Linked DNA regions of Mus musculus: all the other regions are linked to region 4. The links are chromatin contacts, called in public HiChIP or PLAC-seq, Micro-C and promoter capture Hi-C maps. All regions are on one chromosome and are shown on one strand. Each heading gives the region's core, a stretch centred on a gene start, on an enhancer-like site or on the middle of the called end of the contact. The rest is flanking DNA. Distances are from core to core; before and after follow the strand shown.

Evidence for each region. Promoter capture Hi-C pulls out the DNA fragments that hold promoters and counts their contacts. A called contact is a pair of places that touch in the nucleus more often than the background predicts. HiChIP or PLAC-seq counts read pairs in DNA pulled down with a chosen protein or histone mark.
Region 1: a Micro-C map of embryonic stem cells shows a contact between it and region 4. The contact joins the promoter of Tap2 here to the promoter of Tnxb in region 4. A contact is called at or near these places in 5 of 39 promoter capture datasets (cranial neural crest, embryonic stem cells and stem cell-derived epiblast-like cells), 1 of 484 Hi-C or Micro-C datasets (embryonic stem cells) and 1 of 9 other capture datasets (adipose tissue).
Region 2: a promoter capture Hi-C map of liver shows a contact between it and region 4, with 3 times the contacts expected there. The contact joins the promoter of Sapcd1 here to the promoter of Tnxb in region 4. A contact is called at or near these places in 2 of 39 promoter capture datasets (both in liver) and 1 of 115 datasets of contacts at active chromatin or transcription factors (pancreatic cancer cells).
Region 3: a contact with region 4 is called in an H3K4me3 HiChIP or PLAC-seq map of bone marrow-derived macrophages, with 3 times the contacts expected there. The contact joins the promoter of Bag6 here to the promoter of Tnxb in region 4. A contact is called at or near these places in 3 of 39 promoter capture datasets (embryonic stem cells, hippocampal neurons and liver), 1 of 484 Hi-C or Micro-C datasets (embryonic stem cells) and 2 of 115 datasets of contacts at active chromatin or transcription factors (bone marrow-derived macrophages and pancreatic cancer cells).
Region 5: a contact with region 4 is called in a promoter capture Hi-C map of embryonic stem cells. The contact joins the promoter of H2-Ab1 here to the promoter of Tnxb in region 4. A contact is called at or near these places in 4 of 39 promoter capture datasets (cranial neural crest, embryonic stem cells, second pharyngeal arch cranial neural crest and 1 more), 4 of 484 Hi-C or Micro-C datasets (the N1E-115 cell line and embryonic stem cells), 1 of 115 datasets of contacts at active chromatin or transcription factors (embryonic stem cells) and 1 of 9 other capture datasets (embryonic stem cells).

What each region holds. Positions count from the first base shown.
Region 1 is chr17:34,203,100-34,205,799 of GRCm38.p6, reverse strand. It overlaps Tap2 (transporter 2, ATP-binding cassette, sub-family B (MDR/TAP)), which reads right to left and starts at 1,321. Exons shown (of 12, transcript NM_011530.3): 1 at 1,177-1,321; 2 at 16-513. The coding sequence starts at 505.
Region 2 is chr17:35,026,568-35,029,267 of GRCm38.p6, reverse strand. It overlaps Sapcd1 (suppressor APC domain containing 1), which reads left to right and starts at 1,252. Exons shown (of 4, transcript NM_023893.4): 1 at 1,252-1,471; 2 at 1,684-1,824; 3 at 2,482-2,574. The coding sequence starts at 1,358. Msh5 (mutS homolog 5) reads left to right here. Exons shown (of 25, transcript NM_001146215.2): 24 at 1-72; 25 at 416-663. The coding sequence ends at 527. Gm52318 (a long non-coding RNA gene) reads right to left here and starts at 1,720. Exons shown (of 2, transcript XR_003952415.1): 1 at 1,632-1,720. It overlaps Vwa7 (von Willebrand factor A domain containing 7), which reads right to left. Exons shown (of 17, transcript NM_138582.1): 17 at 2,527-2,700.
Region 3 is chr17:35,134,218-35,136,917 of GRCm38.p6, reverse strand. It overlaps Bag6 (BCL2-associated athanogene 6), which reads right to left and starts at 1,418. Exons shown (of 26, transcript NM_001372261.1): 1 at 1,290-1,418; 2 at 683-803. The coding sequence starts at 790.
Region 4 is chr17:34,669,096-34,671,795 of GRCm38.p6, reverse strand. Tnxb (tenascin XB) reads right to left here and starts at 1,261. Exons shown (of 33, transcript NM_031176.2): 1 at 892-1,261; 2 at 1-741. The coding sequence starts at 1,261.
Region 5 is chr17:34,261,909-34,264,608 of GRCm38.p6, reverse strand. H2-Ab1 (histocompatibility 2, class II antigen A, beta 1) reads right to left here and starts at 1,382. Exons shown (of 6, transcript NM_207105.3): 1 at 1,204-1,382. The coding sequence starts at 1,297.

The DNA.
Region 1 (2,700 bases), core at 72-2,571, 470 kb after region 4:
GTCTCTTCCTCTCACCCCACACAGCCACCACAAGGAAGAAGAAGGCAGCTATGAGGAAAGGCAGGTCCGGCCTGGACAGCTTCAGCAACCGCTTCATCAGTGTTCTGTTCTCCTGGCCTGGTTCCTTCTCCTGGACTCCAGCCGGGCTCAGCACAGCCCACACGGCCCAGCTCAGCGCAACAGCCCCATAGCCAGCCAGCAGCCAGCCCCAAGAGGCAGAAGCCACTCGGACTACTGAGGTGCTCGCGGTGCCTCCCACCAGAGCTCTTAGCGAGAAAAACAGGGGAGTGGCAAGGCAGAGCAAGGGCAGAAGGGTCCCCACAAGTCCCAGCAGCTCTCCCACTTTTAGCAGTCCCCACAGCACTCCAAGTCGCAGGGTGCCCTCTATCCAGAGTCCTGGCAGCCCCTGGGGAAGCAGATTTCCCAGAGATCCTTGTAGCAACCCAAGTAAAGCCATGTCCGCCAGCAGCAGAGAGACCCAGGGCCTCAGGTAGGACAGCGCCATGGTGGGTTCTGCGGAAAGAAAGGGAGAAATGAGGTCTGTGGAGTTCCAACCCTGGTTACGAGCCTCCTGCCCCAAATCCACCCTGAGGCTTCTTGTTCACCGGAAAGACCCCCTCCTAGATAAGTCTCTCCTAGGACTGACTGTCTGACGGAGCTGGGAAGGCTGCATTATTCTCACACACAGTCACACAGACACACAGACACTCAGACACACAGCACGGGGGTGGGGGTGGGGGAGGGGGCGGTCTGCTGCCACCACATCCATCTCCCTGAAGTTTGTTGGTGTTAGCCCAAGAAGACACACTGCCCCCATTCCTCGGGTCTTTAAGAGCCAGGAGACCCGGTGCAGGGGCGGGATGCGGGTGGGTTCGGTAGCCTTAGATGGCTTGGGACAGAAGGTTCTGAGTAGGGGCGCTGGGCCGGCGGCGCCCGACGGAAGACCGGGGACGCAGGGCAAGGGGGTGGGGCAGAGGACCTTGGGCAAGGGGTGAGGGACAGGGGACCTGGGACACTGGGTGGGGCAGGGGCACGGAGCAGAGGACACGGGGCAGGGAGTAAGCGGCAGAAGACCCAAGACAGGGGACGAGGAGTGGGGAACCGGATGATGACGCCAAGGGTTTGGGAATGGGCCGCACTCCTGCTAACTCTCGGGTTCTATCCAAAAGAACTCACCTGCGGCTGCGGAGCGGCAGCTCAGGAGAGCTTCTGGAATCTGCTTCTTCTCAAACTGGATCTCCTGGGTGCGCAGCGACGCCCTCGCGGGGAGCGCGCCTGGGTCCCGCGGCTTTCGCTTTCACTTCACTGCCGTGGTCGCGGTGCTGCGCACAGCCGCCAGCAGATGGCGCCTGTCAATTTGCGGGTGGGTTGAGCGCCCCAGGTTCCCAAAAAGGCTCGCCCTCCAAGGCCGCTACTAGCAAAACTCTTGAGGGTCTGAGATGCTTTGAAAAGGAAAAAAAAACAAAAACAAAAACAAAAAAAAACAAAACAAACAAAAAAAAAAAACGAAAAAACCCTGCATTTCTCCGACCTCCGAGCATGTTTTAAGAAGCGCCGGTTAAACTGGGACTATAGTTCAGATGTTGAGAAAACTTGCCTGAGCCCAGGGTTCGCTGCCAGTAGGTTTGAGGAAGGGGAAAGAGGAGGAGGAGTAAAGGGCAGAAAAGAGCATAGGAGAAGGAGAAAGGCGAGGGAAGAGAATGGTCGTGGACGGAAGGAAGGGGAGGGAGGAAAATGGAGGAGGGAGTGACTTCAGGTCCCTCCCAGTCAGCAGACCACACAGGTGTCCCACCTTTGGAAAAAGGAAGAGAGGAGAGAGAAGGACGGAGGGTGGAAGAGAAGAGAGGCTTGAGGGCTTGTTTGTTTTTCCAGGTAAGCTCAAGAGTTGGGGTCTGGGGTAAAACTAGGGCTTACAAGAAGGCCTCAGCTCCTATCAGCAGGCCAAAGGTTCCCTTTCACAGATTTTGAACCCAGAGGCTCTGGCCCTTTGTCCTCAGACTTTCTTCGCAGCACACCGCACTTGCAGTGAGGGCCCTGGGTCAGTGCCAGGGCCTGCTGCTTGTGAGGTAGTCAGAGTAGGCTGTAGGCTAACACCATCAAAGAGGGAACCCGGCCTCCTCCCCAGAGCCCAGTTCATTGCGGAAATCACCCTTCTGGGCTCCAGGGAAGAGCCCTCACAGAGCATGGTGAGGCACCAGGTTCCATTCTCAGACATGAAAATCAACCATGCTGCTCATCACCACACCCCACCACCAGGGCACTACAAGGAGAAATGACTCTGCGGGCTGAAACTACCTATAAAGGAAAAAAAATCCCCTTAGACATGCTGGTGTGACTACCCATGAGTCACTTGAAGGTCAAATGTTGAGGGCGGGGGGGGGGCTGGGGGTGGCCTTAAAGCAGGCCTACATGGCTATGCCTATCTCTCTGGACTTTAGGGCTACCCCAGGTGGAGAAGGCTCCCATCTGGCTGTCTGGATCTCAGAGTCCTCTAACCCCTGACCTGGCTCTTGACCACTCCTGCACGGAGCACTCATGCGCTGAACTCTCCTGCCCTGAGCACTCCTGCACTGAGCACTGCTACACTGAGCACTCCTGCACTCAGCACTCCTACACCAAACACTCTGTACTGAGTACTCTTGTCCTGAGTACTCCTGCACTGAGCATGCCTGCACTGAGCACTGTGCTGAGTACTCCTGT
Region 2 (2,700 bases), core at 3-2,502, 360 kb before region 4:
CTCAGACTTGATCCGCAGTGGGAAACCCATCAAGGCCACGAATGAGCTTCTGAGGAGGAACCAAATGGAAAAGTGAGTGGGGCCTGCCATGCTCCCCACAGCTCCTGTGTTCTCCCTCACCTGGCCCCAGCCATCTTTCTGCAGCCCCGTGCTCTCTTCCTCCTCCTCCTCCTCCTCCTTCTCCTCACCAAGTCAGGTGTGGCACGGGCACGTGCCTGTAAGCCTGGTGTTCAAGGCCAGCCTGAGCTACATAGCAAGACCTTGTCAGAAAACGACAAACAAAACCAACTCAGTATCCATGGCTGCTTTTGAAACGCTTGGCTCTCCAAGGCTGCAGTTTCCCGCACAGACCCTCCCCTCTGTCTGCATAGGGAGTTGGCGACCCAGCAGCCACACTGTTCTGTCTCTCCTGCAGCTGCCAGGCACTGGTGGATACGTTTCTAAAACTGGACTTGGAGGATCCCACCCTGGACCTGGACATTTTCATTAGTCAGGAAGTGCTGCCCGCTGCTCCCACCATCCTCTGAGAGTCCTCCCTCGCCTCCCAGCTACCTGAGCCCCGGGGCCTACCATGCCTTTTCGGGTTTTTTTTTTTCCCTTACTGCAGAGTTCTCAGTTTGCACATTGTGTCTTGTGCTAGGAATAAAGCTTATTTTAGATCAAGGTGTTTCCTTAGGTCACCCAACAGGACATCAGCTGGGACAGGGGGAAGTCACTCAAATATAGTGACAGTTGGGCTGGGCAGATGCTCAGTGATTAGAGGCACTGACTGCTCTTGCAGAGAAAGTGGCTTTGGTTCCAAGAACCACATGGTGGGTCACATCTGTGTGTCACTCCAGTTCCAAGGGATCTTACACCCTCTTCTAGTCTCAGGGGCTCTGGGACACATGGAATACACATAAGCTCATGGACACACACATACACATAAACTAACAAGTAGATAATTACATTTAGTCAGGAATGGTGGTATAAATAAATAAATGCAGGTACGATGGTGCAGACCTTTAATTCTACCACTGGGAAGACAAAGGCAGGTGGAGCTCTGAGTTTGAGGCCAGCCTGGTCTATATAGTGAGTTCCAGGCTAGCTAGGCTACACAGGGAGACCCTGACTCTAAATAAAACTTTAAATAAATTTAGATTCTGTCCTTGGGACTCAATGAGGACAAGCTACTTCCAACAGACTATACAAAACAAAAACCACAAAAACAAAAATGAAGGTTGACACACAGTTTAAGGGAAGCTATCTGTTGCCTTAAGAATTATCCTGGCCTCACAGGCTGAAAGACAAGGCAGGATGGGTAGAAGATGGGTTGGGGAGGGACCAGCCCCGGCTCCGCCCTTCCTACTTTAGAGCCATGGAGAGCCCAGGTCCTGGTGGGCCACCCCTGGTGCAAGCGCCCTACACTGTTCTGCTGCTACCACTGGGGACAAGCCGCCAAGACCCAGGAGCCCAGAACTTCTTCCTCTGGGTGAGTGCGAGACCAACTCAGTCTTGGGACATCCCCTCCCATGATGTACCCTGCATATATTTCCTCTCAACTGAGGACCCACAGACTTTCCCTCTGTATTCCTTTGTTATTCAAATCCTTAGTGATCAGATAGTGAGCCCTTTAGAGGAGATTGCCATACCTAGGGTCCTGCTGGGAGTGAGTCGTTTTGGCCTGTGTCTCCTCTAAGCCAGCTGCAGATGATGCAGGCTCTGGAGAGGGAACAAGATGCTCTGTGGCAGGGCCTGGAGCTGCTGGAGCATGGCCAGGCCTGGTTCGCAGACCGGCTGAGGGAGACCCAGCAACGGCAGCTGCAGCTGGGGGCCCTTGGCGAGGTAGGGGGCAGCCATCTGTGCACGGGCTGGGGAGGGAGAAGCAGGGAGCACGTGGACCTCAAAGGCTGCTCTGGGAAGGGGAGGGTTAACGGGCAGGGCACATGAACTGGAATAGCATTGGAAATGACAGGACAGCCACCAGTGTTCATTGTGCTGGAAGAAGTGGTCTGCATTCCATTCAGAGGGACTCCATCTGAGCACCCCACAGAGAATCAGAGAGTGGCCTGGGTGTCTCTCACTGGGCGGGGGGGGGGGGGGGGGGAGAAGACCCATAAGGAACAGGAGTGGGGGTGGGGTTCCAGGGTGGGGGTGGGGTTCCAGGTAGTTTGAAAGGAACTGACTGCAATTTTAAGAGATGGAGGTGGAGTGGTGGCCCACGCCTTTAATCCCGGCACTTGGGAGGCAGAGGCAGGCAGATTTCTGAGTTCGAGGCCAGCCTGGTCTACAGAGTGAGTTCCAGGACAGCCAGGGCTACAGAGAAACCCTGTCTCCAAAAACCAAAAAAAAAAAAAGATGGAGGTGGAGAGAGAGGGCTGGCCTTTCCATCTGTCTGGAAGGGTTCTGGGAGAAGGGAATCTGATGAGAAGAGTGGCCCGTGGTGAGGAAGTGGCAGGAGGACCTGTCTCCAGCACTCGGTCACCCTCCAACCCTGCCTAGGACTTTCTGATGGACTTGCATTCAGAGACTGATGCCCCTCTGCTAACCCGGATTCAAAAGGTGAATGCTTGTCTGCACAGTCTGATTCACAAGGTGAGTTTATTAGTTTTAATTTCTAGACTTCGGGGACGGACGGGGCTTTTGGAGTCGTACTGATTTAGCCTCGTCCATATGCACTGGCTGACTCCCACACAGTCCAGGACCAGGAGGGAATGTCAG
Region 3 (2,700 bases), core at 169-2,668, 460 kb before region 4:
ATAGACGACGAAGGCACAGTGGTCAGAGGCCAAAGTTAGCCTGGGCTATAGGAGATCCTGTGCCCACCTCCCGGAAAGACATTAAGTAATTCTTGGTAGGGCCAAATTAACTATCACATGTACCTACAGACAAAAGTCTATGTGGCTTTTTAAATATCTGCTTTAAAAACCACAAAAATGACCTCCTCATGGTGGTTGTCTCAAAGAATTATGCAGTGGCCACAGTGCACTAAGGTCAGGAGGCTCAAACCATGCCTCAGCTATTGACAAGTCTACTTCACAGTGGATGAAAGCAGGTTTCCTTAATCTTATAAAAATAGTACCAAGCTGTGAACACTCTGTTTAAAAAAAAAAAAAAAAAACCCACACCAAACTTGTCTGAGGTCCCTGTGACACACCATTCTTGTCCAAGGTGCCCCCTGTGTTGTGTCTGGTCCCAAAGGCCAGAGTCATGTCTGTCTCTTTGGGCTGGGGTCTGCACAGAACAGGTATAGATCCCTCCTCTCTACTTTCCTCTTCACTGAGTTCTGTCAAAGTGAAGACAGACTCCAAATCGGCCTCACTCAACAGTAACCACATCCCCTCACTCAATAGGTACATCAGATGTCCTATCCAGTAAGGGACAAAAGAGTCAATGACAAGAAAATCAGGCGCATCCTTCTACAAAGTACTGGTGTCTCACCTGGGCCCCCACAATAAAAGTCCGAGTCTGAGAGTCCAGGGTCTTCACCAGTACCTCCAGGCTGTCAGGCTCCTCCATAGCGGTACTGGCACTATCACTCGGCTCCATGGCCGACAGCTCTCTAAAGAAGAACGAGGGGGGGGGGTTCGCTGTCGGTCGCACTGTATTTTATACACCCGGAAGCCTCTCTGGACCCAATCTCCGCCCCAATCCCTTCAAAGTTTCTCATACACAAGCAGATATATTCATCCTCCTTCTCATCCCCCCTTTTTGATTCGGGGGCACAGGAACAGAAACACAAAGGGTAGGAGATCGACGGCATAGGGAGATGAAGGACGAGAGGTGGGAGGGGCTCCACCATGCCAATCACAATAGGGAGAGCCAGTTGGGCTAGGAATCAGGGAAGCAAGCACGAGACCGACCAGAGGCCAGTGTCATCACCGGTCGCGACCGAGCAAGCGCCCGAGAGATCGGGAAATCCTAGGACAACGCGAGGGGTGGGGGGAGGGTCGCGCTAGACTCGGCAGAGAAAAGTGGCTTCGCGCACGCGCAGCACCACAATCGAACCCGCCTAAATCACCACCGACCCAAGACCGCGGACACTCACGGGAGGCTGGACGGGCTCGCTGACCGCCCCCGCCTTCCGCCTCCGCCTCTCCTCGGTATTCCAGCAACACGACTTAACCAACACGCGACCAAACACATACAAACACACATACACAGCCCACCACCCTGTGGCTCCGCCCCCGACGTCCCCACGGTACCGTCACTTCCGGTCTCCCCCAACCTGGCACCAAGGGCCACTTCCGTTTCCCCGATCGTATTTGGGGGGATCTCGAGGCGGTACTTCCGGCTCCCCCAGTCTCCCCCGATTTACTTTCGTGGGGCACGATGAGAAAGTCCACAGCCCCGAACAGTGAGTTTCTGGGGGGCGAGACGGGCCCGGGCCGGCCGAGATGGGAGGGAGCCGACCACCCGGAGGAGCCGCCGCCGCCGCCGTCGTCGCCCGGGGGACCGCACTGCGCCTGCGTGAGCGGCGCCACGCGTGCGCACACTCTAAGTACTTCCCCGCCCCCCTCCGGCTATGTGCGTTTCTTCCCTGCGCGCGCCAGAGTGCAACCGGACCGGGGTGGCTACTGGAAACGCCTAAAGAAAAATGACTGAGTGAGATGCTGTAATTTCCTCGAGAAAAATTGTGAGACTTGTGTGGAGTGCACCTCGTTAATCAACGTCCCATCTTGATGGTCAGAGACGTTTACAGGCACAATTCTAACTACCTAAAACTCTGCAAGACCTCTGGTCCTCCCATCATTTCTGTTCTTCCGGAAGCCACTCTTTTTCGTGGACGGCTGGTGGCGTTCCGCGGGCTGTGTTTGCTTGTGCCCGACTCTAGTTCCTGGCGGGATTAGGCCGGTTGGGCTCTTTGCAGACTTTGAGCATCCTGTTTATTGAGATCTCCGAGGGAGTGCCATGTTTAAGGATAAAAAAAAATTCTATTGCATTTTTTGGTTTTGAGACATTTCTGCTGCTTTTTAAGAGCTTTGTAGAAAAAAAGAAAGAAAAGAGAACGGGTGCCTTGCGGATCAGATTAAAGGACAAGACTTTAAGAAGGGACCAAGGGAATGGAGAGATGGCTCAAGAGATGAAGAGCACTGTCTGCTCTTCCAGAGGTCCTGAGTTCAATTCCCAGCAACTACATGGTGGCTCACAACCATCCGTAATGAGATCTGACACCCTCTTCTGGTGTGTCTGAAGACAGCGACAGTGTACTCACATACATAAAATAAATAAATCTTTAAAAAAGGAAAAGAAAAGCCGGGCGTGGTGGTGCACACCTTTAATCCCAGCACTTGGGAGGCAGAGGCAGGCGGATTTCTGAGTTCGAGGCCAGCCTGGTCTACAAAGTGAGTTCAAGGACAGCCAGGGCTACACAGAGAAACCCTGTCTCAAAAACAAACAAATAAAATAAAATAAATAAAATAAAATAAAATAAAATAGAAAAGAAAAGAAGGAAGAAA
Region 4 (2,700 bases), core at 12-2,511:
CGCAGCGGCCCCGGCCACGGCAGTCACGCGGGCACGTCCGCGTGCTACAGTCTTCGCCCGAGTACCCGGGCCAGCACACGCAGCGACCGTCCACGCAGCGCCCTCCGTCGCCACAGTCCCATGGGCAGGTCCTCATGCTGCAATCTTCGCCACTATAGCCGGGATCGCACACACAGCGGCCGTCCTCGCAGCGACCCCTCTGGCTGCAGCCCCTGGGACAGTTCCGCACCCCACAGTCCTCGCCAGAGTAGCCGGGGTTGCACACGCAGAGGCCGTTCTCGCAGCGGCCTCTTTGGCTGCATCCCCTGGGACAGCTCCGCACCCCACAGTCCTCACCGGAGTAGCCGGGGTCACACACGCAGCGTCCTTCCTCGCAGCGTCCTCTCTGGTTGCAGTTGCGAGGGCAAGAGCGCTGGCTGCAGTCAGGGCCTGAGAAGCCCGCGCGACACACGCACACGCCCTTCACGCAGCGCCCGCGCCCCTGACAATCTCCAGGGCAAGAGGGCCAGCTACAGCTGGGGCCACTGTAGCCGGGGAAGCACACGCAGCGTCCTCGGACGCAGCGTCCCTGGTCGTTGCAGTCTTCGGGACAGGACTTGGAGGGCGGCGATGAGGTGGGCGTCTTTGTGTCCGTAGGGTCTGAGCAGGTGGGTCCACCCCAGCCAGGCTCACAGGAACAGGCGCAGCGGCTCAGGTCAAAGACACCGTGGAGGCTGCAGAGGCTGCGCACGTCAGTCTGGCCTGGAGCAATAAGAAGTGAGACCCAGCCCGTGTAAGTGTCCTATGGACATCTTATTTTCAAAAGGTCATTTTAGCTCCTAGTTGCTTGGCGATTCTCCCATCCCCACCCTCTTTCCCCCCCCCTCCTCCCCCACCCCACCAGCGGCTCACCTGTGCCAGCTTGGGCCGCAGTGGGACAGCATCCTCCTGTGCAGTGCTCCTTAAGCCCTTTTACCAGCTCCTCCAGGATCTCCAGGCGGACCCTCAGGGCCTGCACCTCTGAAGCAGGCACCGGGGGCTCAGAGCCCGGGGGACAGCCGCAGCCGGCTGACGGGGGCAGGTTAATGCGATGGGTGAACACCACCTGCTTCTCTCCTCCTTCCACAGTATGCTCGTACAGCTGAGAAGAAGGACCACCGGGCTTGGGAGGGGGCCGTGGGGCCGGAAGTGTCACATTAGACCGAGGAGAGAATGGGCCTGCTCTGGCTAAGCCAAGCAACACCAGGATGGTCAGAATAGACGGGGTGCACTGAGCTGCCATGGTTCAGAAGGCTGGGGGGAGGGGGGGGAAAAACACCCGTGTGAGAACTGACTCAGTAAAGGTCAGTTCCCCTCATCTCCAGCACACATCAGCAGAACACCTACTGGCAACAAACTCAGCTCACACATGGATGAAAATCCAAAGCTGAAGAAGGGCCTCTCTGGGCAGATCTGGTCTGTCTCTTTCTGATGTCGTCTGCTCACTGTCTTCCCTCCTTCACCGTGTTCCTCTCACCGATACTATGCTCCAAACCCATCTTCTGTTTGCTCTGCAAAGACTACCCTAAGGCCTCTGTGCTTTGCCCCCTCTGTCTAGAATGCTCTTTTTGACGCCTACAAGCTGACATCTTAACAGTTCTGCCCTTACTCAGGCCATCCTCATGTCGGGCAGAGCCGCTTGTCCCCACCCTCCCAATCACAGAGGCCCGCCCACGCTCCACATAGCACTCAGCATCCCATGAGAACAGGTACCTCGCCTGACCCCACTCTGCTGCATGTGCTTAGCATGAAAAGTTGCTGGATAAGGTTGGTGCCAACACGTCTGTGCCAAGGGAGTCTGGCCGATGAGTACAGAGGCCATGGCCTTCCCCAAACACCTGGACCAGCTCCCCAGTGCCCAGTGCACAGCCTGACAGACTCCTGTAGGGGTGAGAGTGAGTCCATCCCACTCCTTTCTCTACCCTTCCCCCTCCCCCCTCCTCTTCCTCTTCTCCTCTTCCTCTTCCTCCCCTCCTCCTCATTCTCTTCCTCTTCTTCTCCTCCTTCTCTTCCTCTTCCTCCTCCTCCCCTCCACCTTCTTTTCACCTCCTTCCTCCTCTTCCTCCTCCTCTTCTTCCTCCTCCTCTTCTTCCTCCTCTTCTCCCTTCTCCTCTTCTTCCTCTTCTCCCTCCTCCTCTTCTTCCTTCTCCTCTTCTTCCTCTCTCTCTTCCTCCTTCTCCTTCTCTTTCTTTAATGCAGGTCTCCTGTAGCTCAGGCTAGCTTCACATCCACTATGCAGCCCAGGATGGCCTTGAACTTTTGATCATCCTGTCTCTACCTCCGCAAAGCCAAGATGACCAGCAGACACCACTATGCTCAGCCAACAATCACTTTTTTGTTTGTTTGGTTGGTTGGTTAGTTGGTTGGTTAGTTTTTTGTTTCTCTGTGTAGTGCTGACTGTCCTGGAACTTTCTTTGTAGACCCGGCCTGCCTCAAACTCAAAGATCTACCTGCCTCTGCCTCCTGAGTGCTGGGGTCAAAGGTATGCACCACCACACCCATCTTGCCTTTTAATTTTTAAAAAATTCTTCTCTCATACATTTCATCTCACCCACAGCCTCCCTTCCCTCCACCCCTCCCAGTCCTTCCCGCCTCCCCTCTCCCCCAGATCCACTCCTCCATTTCCCTTCAGAAAAGAGCAGACATTCCAGGGATATAAATCGAACGCAGCACAATAAGTTA
Region 5 (2,700 bases), core at 133-2,632, 410 kb after region 4:
CGCCCCCGCCCGTGAGGACCCCGCTTCGGCGGAGCACCGGGCGACGGTTCGACCCGGGGTAAGGAAGAGGAAGGGAGGGATGGGGCGACCGGGCTCGTCCTCACAAGAATACGCCTCAGGAAACGCAAACGGTACTTGGTACATTTGAAAAAAAAAATAATAATAAAACTAAGGGACACCAAAAGTTGGGTGGTAGAGGGGGGGGGATGGGCCTGGGTAGAGTTGGAAGAGGGAGTAAATATGACCAAAACTGTACGAAATTCTCAGCGAACTAATAAAACTAGGATACAAAAAATAAATAAAATATTTGCCAGTTTCTGCTACCCCACCCCCACCCTGTGGGACTCTCTCCTGTGTGCAAAAGGCCCTGACCCCCTAGGGGGCACTCGTTCTCAGGAGAGCCCCGACTACAAAACCAACAAATGGGAATCCAGGCAACCTCTGAGAACTGCCTGCTTGCACGGTCACTCCAGGCATCTTAAGGGTAACTGCGAGACTGAAGACACCTCTATGGCTTAGGGGACTGGGGCTTTATTTACTCTCTGGTCTCCGAACGAACTAGGACACCTCCGCTCACCCCAGGGTATGTATCACATATGTCCCTTCTGGGCCTAGTGTTTTCTTGGAAATTCAATTTACTAACTCAGTGTTTGAGTTCTGGATTCCATTTGACCAAAAAAATTAGGTTTCTTGGTCACTGGCTTCTCTCTGAGTTAGACGCCTAGAGTTCGCTCTCTTAAACCTCCACTCCACATGAGGAGTTGTCCGCAAACATCGGGACCACAGACCATCGCTGATCTGTTTCCCCACTTCAGAATCTGGCATTTCCTCCAGACAATGTACGGGGTGGGGGTGGGGGGCACTGGTATTGTAAGCCCTGTACGGGGGAGTGGGTGGGGGCACTGGTATTGTAAGCCCTGCTGTCTCCCCATGCACAACCCTTATCTTTGGTGGTCGATTTAAATTCTGCCGCCTCCTCCTCCTCCTCCGTTTATATGTCAGGCTCGCACCGGCGGCGGCACCATCCTAACTCAATATTAGAACACAGAAGTGAGAATGGAGTCTCACTCTCTCTTCAGAGAAAGGAAATCTATAGTAAAATCAGGATTTTGCCACCCCCTCCCACATCCCAGAGTCCCCAGGGTCCCTCAGAACACGACCCCCAGAGTGCTGGCTCTGGAGAGCCCTGCCCCCGGCACTTACTTTCGGAGTCTCCGCCCTCAGTCCCTGGGCTGCTCAGCACCATCAGCACCACCACAGCAGCCGAGAGGAGGAGGCTGGGGATCTGCAGAGCCATCTCTAAGGCACAGGTAATGGCAGTCACCAGGACTCACACCTGCTGTGCCCCCTTCAGAAAGCAAAGTTCTGTAGCCTGGAGTGATCTGAAATCCCAGAGTGTCAGGGTTGGTCCCAAGTGAGGAACCAATCAGCATTGGAGCTGAAGTCTGTCATCTGTCTCTGGGTAGACTTTGTTTACAAAGGCTCTCTATGCGCGGCATGGTCTGTTTCTTCATGAGCCCCACTGGATGAACGTTTGAGGTGACTGCTCCTCTCAGTTACAGAGTAAACTTTTCTAAACTGCAGACTGCCTGTGTTTGGGGGTTTAAAGAGAAAAGTGCGTGAAGTATAGACAACTTTGGGATAATTATTTCAAATCTACTGTTCTTACACTTGAGGTTGTAGTGGGAGAAATGAGTGTGACATGTATTAAGAGACAGAGAAATCATGTTTTGTTACATCTGACCCTCTGGGGTGCCTCAGGTGAGAAAGCAGAGTTCTTGGGGAGTCGCTGAGCCTCTTTCCAATCCTGGAATTCTCTTTGTAAAATGCAAGCCATGTTCCCTGAACTGTATTCTAGGTTTTGATAAGCTCACATGGAAGAGCAGTGTGATGTGGTTAATAATGGAAAGCATTGAGCTGTCCTGTGTACATGTTGGAAATGTCAGGTTAATGTGTGTCTCAGCCCTGCTGGCTCATGCACCTTCCCCATGCAGGAGTCTTCTACATTCACGATATTCCAATGAAAATACAGAAGTTGATCAGCCCAACGTTGCTCTTGTGGATTCTTCTGCTGTTTAAATCCTCCATAACCATGATGTCAGCTAAGGAAAACTCCACAACCTTTTAGGGCTTCCAGATCCAGCTGCCTGGAATTTCAAGGACAAAAGGCTAATGGTGTAAAATAGCAGTTTCAGGAAGGGACAGCCATAGGTTTGTCACACTGTGCCAGGCTGAATAACAGAGTCATCAACTTGTGCTTCAAATACATCTCTCCTCAGGTATACACTACTAAGTCTAATTGTCCATCAGCTGGAATGGTACCTGACAAATACCAAATGACTAAACAATAAGTCTCTTTCCCTGAAACTACAACACTATCTCTATTATTTTAGATCCTAGTTAAACAGGGGTCAGGACCTGAAAACAGAGTTGATGAAGGAAAAGGGAAAGACGTAGAGTTGGGTAACAAGACCATCCCGTGGGGGCTCCAGCAGCGCAGGTGAACTGCAGCATTCCAGGGTCCACACTGGCACCCTGATGTAGAGAACCAGAGAGGGACCGCACTGGGCTCTCACCATCAGCTCTGCTCAGGACAGACACAGATCTCCTAAGCCTAGGCAGGGAGCATGCAGGAGAAACATCAACTCAGATGTGGAAAGGGTTAGCAGACAAACATGGCCATTCAGGGACCATGGCAGT